Linked DNA regions of Mus musculus: region 2 is linked to region 1. A link is a contact called in public HiChIP or PLAC-seq data. All regions are on one chromosome and are shown on one strand. The core of a region is the stretch at or near the end of the contact, and the rest is flanking DNA. Distances in the headings are between cores, read along the strand shown. Region 1 holds the start of 9530026P05Rik (RIKEN cDNA 9530026P05 gene). Region 2 holds the start of Lrig1 (leucine-rich repeats and immunoglobulin-like domains 1).

Region 1 (4,304 bases), core at 1,023-3,522:
GAATACTAGTGTGGGTACGTGCACCAGCGTCCCGAGTCGACTAGAGAGCCAGGTCACTGGCCTGTGCCTCTATCTGCTGAACTGCACCAAAATCTCTGGGGCCAGCTGAAGAACCAGAATTTTAATGCACTTTCCTCCCAGGTGTCTAATCCAAGAAAATGCACACAAAATGCCAAGCTTTCCCAAAGCAAGGAGGATCAGAGCAGCCTGAGAGAAAAGCACTTTTTTTTCTGATGAGATTCCAAGTGACACACTGTATTTCCAGACTCAGAATTTCTAGGCGTGATGTCTAGAACCTGACGTTTTAACACAACTCTCCTCATGACTCCAGAACATAGACTCAGGCAGAAGTCAGTTTTAGTATAGTCTGTGACACATTGTCAGATCACCAGAGAAGCAGCAGGTTAGCACATTTATGCTCGCCAAGGTATCTCTGTCAGCAGTCAGTATGGTATCTCATAAGCACAGGGCATGTGAGGCCTATGGGGGACAGTAGAAGGAGCCTGGGAGGCACAGACAGGAAGTGATTTGCTTTTCAGTGGGACAGAGCAGGTTGGGGTTAGTGCTGATTCGTGGACCCAGAATCCTGATTTTATTTCAGAGTGTGGAAAAACAAATCTAGTCATTCTCTTAAGGAGTATAGTTCCAACTTGGTCACTTAGCATCTTGAGGCCTGGGAGAGGAAGGCCCAGATATTCTCATAAGCAAGATAGGTAGCTTTGAGGACTGGGGCATTGTATCACAGAGCCTCCAGCAAAAGCTCAATAAATGGTAACAATACAGAGACAAAATCAGTTTTGTTGTTGGTTCAGAAATAATCATTGAGACCCAACTTGTTTTGTGCTGACTTAGGTGACCATCTTTTTTTAAATACATGTATTACATACGCACACACACTATGTATCCTCTAAACTATAGTATGGGAGAGGGAGAGATAGATTCTCGTGCAAATGTACACACACACAGAGGAAGAGGAGGAAAGGATATACATACATACATATATATATATATATATATATATATATATATATATATATGTATGTATCACTGGAAATTAAGAGAGTTTAGAGAAAGTATAAAGCCAACTACTTGAAATACAGAATTTCAGAAGAGAGAACTAAGATGAAATTGGGCATAGGCTATGTGTGAGAGGATGTAATGTTAGGCTCTGATTATCAGCTGTGTGTTTGATATTGTTCACTAGGATATAAGGAGGTGTGGAAGCTACGTGAACAAAGGGTGGCAATGAGACTTTGAAGCCTGCTTATTGACCTGATACTGGTGTGTGGCAGGGGTTGAGAAAGAAAACATAAACTGGGAGAGAAGCAGGTAGATGGAGGTCTTTCTCATACCGTTGTCCTAAAGAAAGGAAGGAGAAGGAGAAGAAGGAGAACGAGAACAAGAACAAGAACAAGAACAAGAAGAACAAAAAACAAACAAACAAAAAACAAAAACCCAAAACAAAACTGAGGCACAGGCATTCCCTCAGCAGAGGCGAGCAATGTGTGAGATGGGATTCAGAAAACTGCAAATGGGAGGGGTGGGTTGGCGGTGTGGGTGTGGGGCATACAGAGTCGGATCACTCTGTTGAGGGCAGATTTCCTGGAGGCCTTCCTGGGCAAAGTGAGGAACATCATTATACAGAGAGGCTACAGAAATGATAAAGAGGAGTCTTGGGAGGAAATAATTCCAGGAGACAAAGAAGGCAGGAAGCTCTGAGCTAGATTAGTGGCTAAAGACATAAAAACCTGGTTCGCTTATTTAAAAAATATATATAGCCCCTTCCTTAGCGACCCCCCCCCCCTCAGAGACATGCTGCAAGTTACATGCCGTGTTATTGGGGATAGTATACTCCAGAGAGTCTTTTCAGGAGCCCCGGTTTTCCGTTCTCAAGAAGACCACGTGCACTGTGTTACCATGTAAAACCACCAATGGAAATTAAGGACCTACGCAGAAAAATATTTATACAACTGCTGGGGCTACTCAGATTCCACCGGTGTGTAGGCGGGGAAAGAGGAGGAGTAAAGACTGTTTACCAACGAAATACACAAGCAGCCGTATCTAAGATCCAGGACTTGGGGGTCCCTAACTTTAAATAGTGGGGTGCACTGATTGTTTGGGATCCGCCTCAAGACTTCAGCCTAGGTCTACCTAGGTGATACCTCTCAAAGACTGGAGCCATTCTTGTGTCCAGGCCCAGGTTTGAGGCCGCGATGACTCAACGCAGCATCCCCTCCCCTTGCTAAACCGCGGTCTCCGCCTACCCCCAATCAATCTCAAGGAAGCTCTTTGGGAGCCAGGATTCCCAGCACTTAGCTGGTGGGCAAAGGGGTTCAACCCCTTCCCCACACCCCACCTTCCCTCCTCCCAGTCTTCGGGATTGCGGAGCTCCTGCCGGGATCCAAGAGCAGGCTCTTGGAGGTCGAAGAAGGATATAACCTCCAGACCTGGAATTTAAGACGCAAGAACCAGCCAGCAAAAGTGGCAGCCGAGCATGCGAGTGAGTACCCAAGCCCCCATTTAGAAAGAGGAGGAGGAGGGTGTGTGTGTCAAGGGGAGAGGGTAAATGCGCCAGGGGCACAGACTTTTAATAGCCAATTGTGCGTAAGGCGCGGTGCAGTGAGCTGGGAGAGCCAGCCGCGGGAAAGTTTCTGCGTCATACGCGCGTGGTAGAAACGCACGTCGCTTGGGAAAGTGAAGGACCACCCTAGTTGGGTCCAGAATTGTACATGACTCTCGACTGTCGTAGGAGCTGGGGACCGATACCTTATTAGCCCCAATGGAGGGTAATGGAGGGTAATGAAGGGGTCAGGAAGAAGAGGTGGAGGTACCAACTTGGATCTCGTACTAAATGCCTACTTGACAGCACTGGGTGGTATCCGTCCTCCCAACCTTCTTAGAGAAACATGAGCTATACATTTCTATTCCTATATTTTGAAACAGCCACAGGTTCTAGAATAGGGTTCTTTTTAAGGCTACCTCTCCAGGCTCTCTCCCATTACTCTAGCGCCTCCAGTCACCACGCCAGCAGGGTGCAGAGTCGGACTGCAGTGCACCACCCCTCCCCCGCCGCCACCTTCCAACCCTAAACACCGCCTTAGAGACAGGCTCCGCCTTCACTCTCGGCTCTCAGAGTATTTGGCCCACCCTTCCTTTCCCCGGACAGGATCCGCTTCCCTGTCAATCTGGTTCAGTTTCAAAATTCCTTGCACGTGATAAAAGGCTCCGAGAGGAAAGAACGCGGGGACACTGTAGTATAGCCGCGTCCACAACATGAGATATCCCAGCACTCCAGTAGGGGTGTCCAGGGATTGTCAGTTTACAACCCTGACTCAGGACGCGCCAATGAGGAGTTGAGTCCGCCCTGCGCTCAGCTGCACAGCCCCAGAGCGGCCAAGTTTGCTACAAGAAACCACAACCCAGCAACTTTCTCTGAGTTTGTAAACCGACATGCAACCTACTCTGCAGAGTTGGGCTGCTTACAGCAAACCCAATCCATCCGATCTAAGACAGCTCCAAATGATACACGACCCTCTGGGGGACAGATGTGTACACTCTTCTCTTCTCGAGTGTAAGAGCACACACTATGCTGGTGGACCCCCAATTCCCGAGAACTAAGCCAGGGTTGATATTTAACGCCAGAGCATAGACTCGGTAGGTTCAGACTAGGGTGCAATTAAGTCTTAAAAAAGCAGACGAGGAGGCGGGGAGGAGGGAAGGGGCACGCGCCCACTTACCATTCCGGAGCACAGGCTGATGACCGCAGTGTGCTCGGACTTGGTATTGACATGGCCTTTGTAGAAACAGTGCCTAAGTTCCATTTCCTCCTCGGAATACAGCTTGGTCTGGTTTACCCCTGGCTCTCCAAGGAGGGTGACAGTGAACAGTGGAGCGATAAATCCGGTATGGGCGGTGAGATTAAATAGAAACTGCTGGCCGAAGGCTGAGAGGCGGTAGTGCTCCTGGGAAGAGGTAGAGGAAGACGAAGAGGAGGCGAAGGCAGGCCAGGGGTCAGAGGCAGAGTTAATGCTTCGCCGCCTTCTTTTGAAGTGCACGTTCGTGGGAAAGGGTTCCCCGAGGGGGTTCACTCGGATGGGAGACGCGATCTCATATTCGCTCAGACTCTCTAATAATTTCACTGCAGGGAGAAACAGAGGCAAGTGAGCTAATCAGTCATTTCCCCCGAAAGCTTTAATTTAAAAAGAAGATGGGGGGCTTTGTCCTAATTTATTTCGCAGCCACTTCGAGTCAATTCCTTCACGCTCCACCACTGGATAAATATTTGTTGAGCGCCTACTGTAATA
Region 2 (4,304 bases), core at 699-3,198, 1.8 Mb after region 1:
TCATCAATTTTCGCTTTTTAAAACAGCAAATGTCATGACTGAAGCTACTGCTGTACTACTTCTGTGTCCTAGGAAAGACATTCAAAAGCTCAAATGAGACGCAGACTACTCAAGCTAGGCCTTTCTCTGGAAGGTACTAATAGTTCTAGAGATGCTAATTACTGATAGCTGAGCAAGATTCGACTCAAAGGTCTAGGTTTTTTTGGTTTTTTATTTGTTTTGTATTGTTTTTTTTAAGAATAACAATGCTATTCTACTCCACTTTGTTTACAGAAATCTAATGTTCCCAACGAACCCCAATCCCAGCAGCACAGAAGTGCACCTAAACTGACAGAGCTAGCCAGGCCCCCTGTCACCTTCTCCCATAGTAGCACTACTCCACAACTAACTTGTGCCATTTATGGAGGAGAAACTCGAGGGTAGGAGCAGACCCAGCCCCAGTGGATCAAGCCCAAGGGGACCCCAGGGAACAGACAGGAAGGGATCTGGAACACAGTTCCTGTACTTGCCAGCCATGCGGAAAAGAGCTAACAGCCACACTCAGACATCTCCAAGAACTGTCTCAAAGCTTCTCAACTCCTGGCTTCTTCAGGACAGGGTCCCTTTTGCCCTGGCCAATGCCAAGTCAAGCCACCACGATTGTCTGGTGATCAGGAGACTGCAACACATACTCACTAATACACAGTATAAATAGCATGAACCCTGGAGATGTGAGTCACTGTCATTCATTACCAACTGAAGGTAAGTTGAGGGAACTCAAGACACCTAAGGGCTGGGTTACATACAGCACAGGAGAAAAGATACAGCCATGGATCCCAATCCCAACACAGGCTCCTACACTCTGCCATTGCGTCCGTCTCACATGCACACAAATTCGCTCACCTCCACTCTACACACACACATATTTCGCGCTCCACAGCACTCTCACTCAGTTTCAAATCACAAACCGGTGGCTCACCTCCACGGCCCACACTCGCTGACTTCCAGACTTCACGAGGCACACTCGATCACCCTTACAGGATCACTCATGTCCTGCATCCTCTCCACAACACACGCTCGCCGCAAGGCAGGCTCCTCCAGAATCACGCTCACCTTCAAACCCCAGAAGCAGAGTCCTCTCTCCCGAGCTCCCACGCGTGACCTCCACTCGGCCACCCACAAGTCTCCCCAGCCCACAGAGCGCACTCCGCACCCTCTCCGGCTGAGCACACCAGCAGCCCCGTCTTAGTGACAGCGCCCGGACGAGAGGCAAAGGCGATACTCACAGGCTGCGCGTCCAGGAGGGCAGGTCCCGGGGCAGCGTCGCCAGCCCGCGCCCACTGCAGTCCAGCGAGTCCCCGGCGCAAGTGCAGGCGGCCGCGCAGGGGGCCCGCGGGCCAGCCTGGGCGCCCGCTGACTCCGGCCATTGCAGTAGCAGCAAGAGCAGCCAGAGCAGAAGGCGAGGCGCAAGGCGCGGGGCTCCGAGCACTCCCGGACCGGGCCGCGCCATCTTGTCTGGAACGCGCCGCGAAGCCGGGGAGCGAGGGCTGCGAGGTGCGGGCGGCCGCGGGCGCGGGCTGCGCTCGGAGCTAGGCTCCGCGCCGGGACATGGACGCCCGACTCCAGTCGGCTCCGGGGCCGCGGCGCTCAGCCGGCACGCTCTGCCCGGGCCGCTTCGCAGCACCCTGCGGGGACCGCCACCCCCGCGCCCATCCGGGCCGAGCCCCGCGCGCGGCGAACTCTGTGGAGTCCCGCAGTGAGTGCCCGGCCGCCGCTGCTCGTCCTTCCCGCCGCGCTGAGAGTCGCCTTCAGAGCTCGGGCGCACGCCGAGAGCCGCCGCCTCTGAGGACTGAAAACGCTTAGCCTCGGCCTCTGCGCGTGGCGCGGGCGGGCATCTCACTGAGGGCGCTGAGCTGATGATAGCCGTGGACCCCACGCGCCTGCCCGTCCCGGAGCGGCCGGAGCGCACCGTGCCTCAGCGCTGCGAACAATCAGCGGCCAGCCGCTCCGCGGTCCAGCCCCGCGGCCCCAGGCCCCGCCCCGGCTGCTCGCCCTCACACACCCCTCCGATGGGGCCCCGGGGCGCAGATCGGCCCACGTTGGCTGCAGGGCTACAGCATTACGCCCCGCCCTGCCCGTTGCTCATTGGCTCCTGGAGCGCCTTTTTGGCGTCCTAACCCATAAGAGCGCTCGCTCCCTGAGGTCCCGCCTCCGCTCGCTTTTCCCACCCAAGGTGTGAAAGGCGGGGACGGGGCGGGGAAAAGGAGAGGCGTGCTGCCTCCTCTTAAAGGAGACTTGTAGGGTTTTGGCTACCAAGTACCAGAATCTGGAAAAGTGGCCTAAGCTTCGGTCCATTGAGCCTAGGAGAAGAGAGAAAGTTTGTAATCCACGGGTTTGGGAGCTATCTGGACCCAAGGTTTATTCTGCTCTCCTAAACTAAAAACATCATGGTGGATTTACAGCAAACGAGCACCCTTTTTCAGGTGCCTTGCAAAAGAAAAAAAAAAAAGATTTAAAACTTGCTTTCATGAGTTTCTCAGCTATTTCCTCAGAGGTGGGGCCCCCTTTCCCATCTGTGCTCCACACTCGTTCTTCTTGATATCTTTAATCCAGAAATGTGTCCTTGACTACCGAAATGACTGTGTGCTGCAGAAATTGAATCTTGAGGGCACGCCCACTTCCCCGCCCCTAGTTAGTTGAAGGATAGTTCGGGAAGTGCTCTGGACTTGGATAAAGGGGGTTGCTGTGGTGGTGTGTTTTGTTATTGAAAATCAGTGCCTTTAAAATACAATTTCCAAGAAATTATCCGTGACGTGCTCTTTATAGACAGTGAGAGAGGTGGGGGGAGGGAGAGAGGAGAGAGAGAGAGAGAGAGAGAGAGAGAGAGAGAGAGAGAGAGAGAGAGAGAGAGAACCTGTTAGTTTGGCAAACACGGATCAGAATAGATTGATAGCCGCCATGTGAAACAGTGCTTGGACATAGGCGAGCACACGCGCGCGAACACACACACACTTAATGGAGTGGGGCGGGGGGGCGGGGGGAAGAGATTAGCACTGTAATACATATCTGCCGCCTCTGGGCGGTTTGACTTGCTGATGTCCGAACTGCACACAGGGTCAGGGAAACTAAGGCGCTGGAGTCTTCTGGAAAACATTTGTTCCAGCACGGTTAAATCTAACTTAGGCTTTATAGAAAGGGAGTAGGAACGCTGTTCATCGGGAAGAAAAACACCGAACAGTTAAAGGGATTTCATTACATGTTTGACATATTCAAGAAATACGATTTGATGCTAAACGTGGCTGTCCCTCAAGTTTTGCTTTTTTTTTAAACCAAAATTGGACCTGTATTTAGTAGTCAGGTGATTGTTGCCTAGCTGTCTGTGCTTTCTGTCTCTTTCTTTCCTTGCCTTCTTTCTTCCTTCTTTTTTGATTGTTTGAGTCTCATCATGTAGCCCAGACTCCCTCAACCTTATTATGCTCCTGTTTCAGTCTTCTGGAACAACTGGCATTACAGGTGTGTGCAGCATGCCCGGCTTTGTTTGCCATTCTTTTCATCCTTACACCAGCCTTCCCTTTCTCCTGATTGCCTACACTATAGAGCAATGCTGTTGGGTTTCTCTCCCATTTTCTGTATATCTCAGAAGTGATGGTGAAGCAGTGTCCACACGTGCATAAATTAAGCCAAATGTAATACCTCAGAAATCTTAACAGGAAAGCTCCAACTAGTATCTGTGTGCACATGCACGCATGAGCAGGAACATATGTGCTACACATGCAGTCCACATTAGCATACACCTTCCAACTGGATAAGGAGAAACAGGTCTCCTTGTTTTCATGCCCTTGGGTAGAAATAGGAAGCTGGGGAATGGAATATACAAGAGCTGCAAATTGGAGTCCTCTATCATGGTGCTTACGAATTTCAAGACAAAATAGTACACTTTAAAGATTCCTTTTATTTTTAATTGCATATGTGTGTGCATGTACGTATGTCTGTGAGTATGTATATGGGCATGAGTGCAGGACATCCAAGGAAGCCAACAGCCACTGTAGCTTAACACAGGTAGTTGTAAACCACCTGACATGGATGCTGGAAACGGAATTCTCTACAAGAGGAATACTTAACCACTGAGAAATCTCTCTGCCCCCCACCTTCTTTTTCTTTGAAACAACATCTCACTATATAGTGAGGCTAGCACCAAACTTGCAGCAATCCTCCTGCCTCGGCATCCCAAGGGCTGGGACAAAAGAGTAATTTAGACCAGTAGGATGGTAGAATGAGAGAGCAATTTGATCGTTGAAACTCACAAGGTGGAAGGAGAGAGCAGA

What was found. HiChIP or PLAC-seq counts read pairs in DNA pulled down with a chosen protein or histone mark.
Region 2: a contact with region 1 is called in a FOXA1 HiChIP or PLAC-seq map of pancreatic cancer cells. The contact joins the promoter of Lrig1 here to the promoter of 9530026P05Rik in region 1. A contact is called at or near these places in 1 of 39 promoter capture datasets (cranial neural crest) and 1 of 115 datasets of contacts at active chromatin or transcription factors (pancreatic cancer cells).

Annotation. Positions count from the first base shown.
Region 1 is chr6:92,938,310-92,942,613 of GRCm38.p6, forward strand. It overlaps 9530026P05Rik (RIKEN cDNA 9530026P05 gene), which reads left to right and starts at 2,273. Exons shown (of 3, transcript NR_015530.2): 1 at 2,273-2,500. Adamts9 (a disintegrin-like and metallopeptidase (reprolysin type) with thrombospondin type 1 motif, 9) reads right to left here. Exons shown (of 40, transcript NM_175314.4): 2 at 3,738-4,138.
Region 2 is chr6:94,698,197-94,702,500 of GRCm38.p6, forward strand. Lrig1 (leucine-rich repeats and immunoglobulin-like domains 1) reads right to left here and starts at 1,949. Exons shown (of 19, transcript NM_008377.2): 1 at 1,266-1,949. The coding sequence starts at 1,489.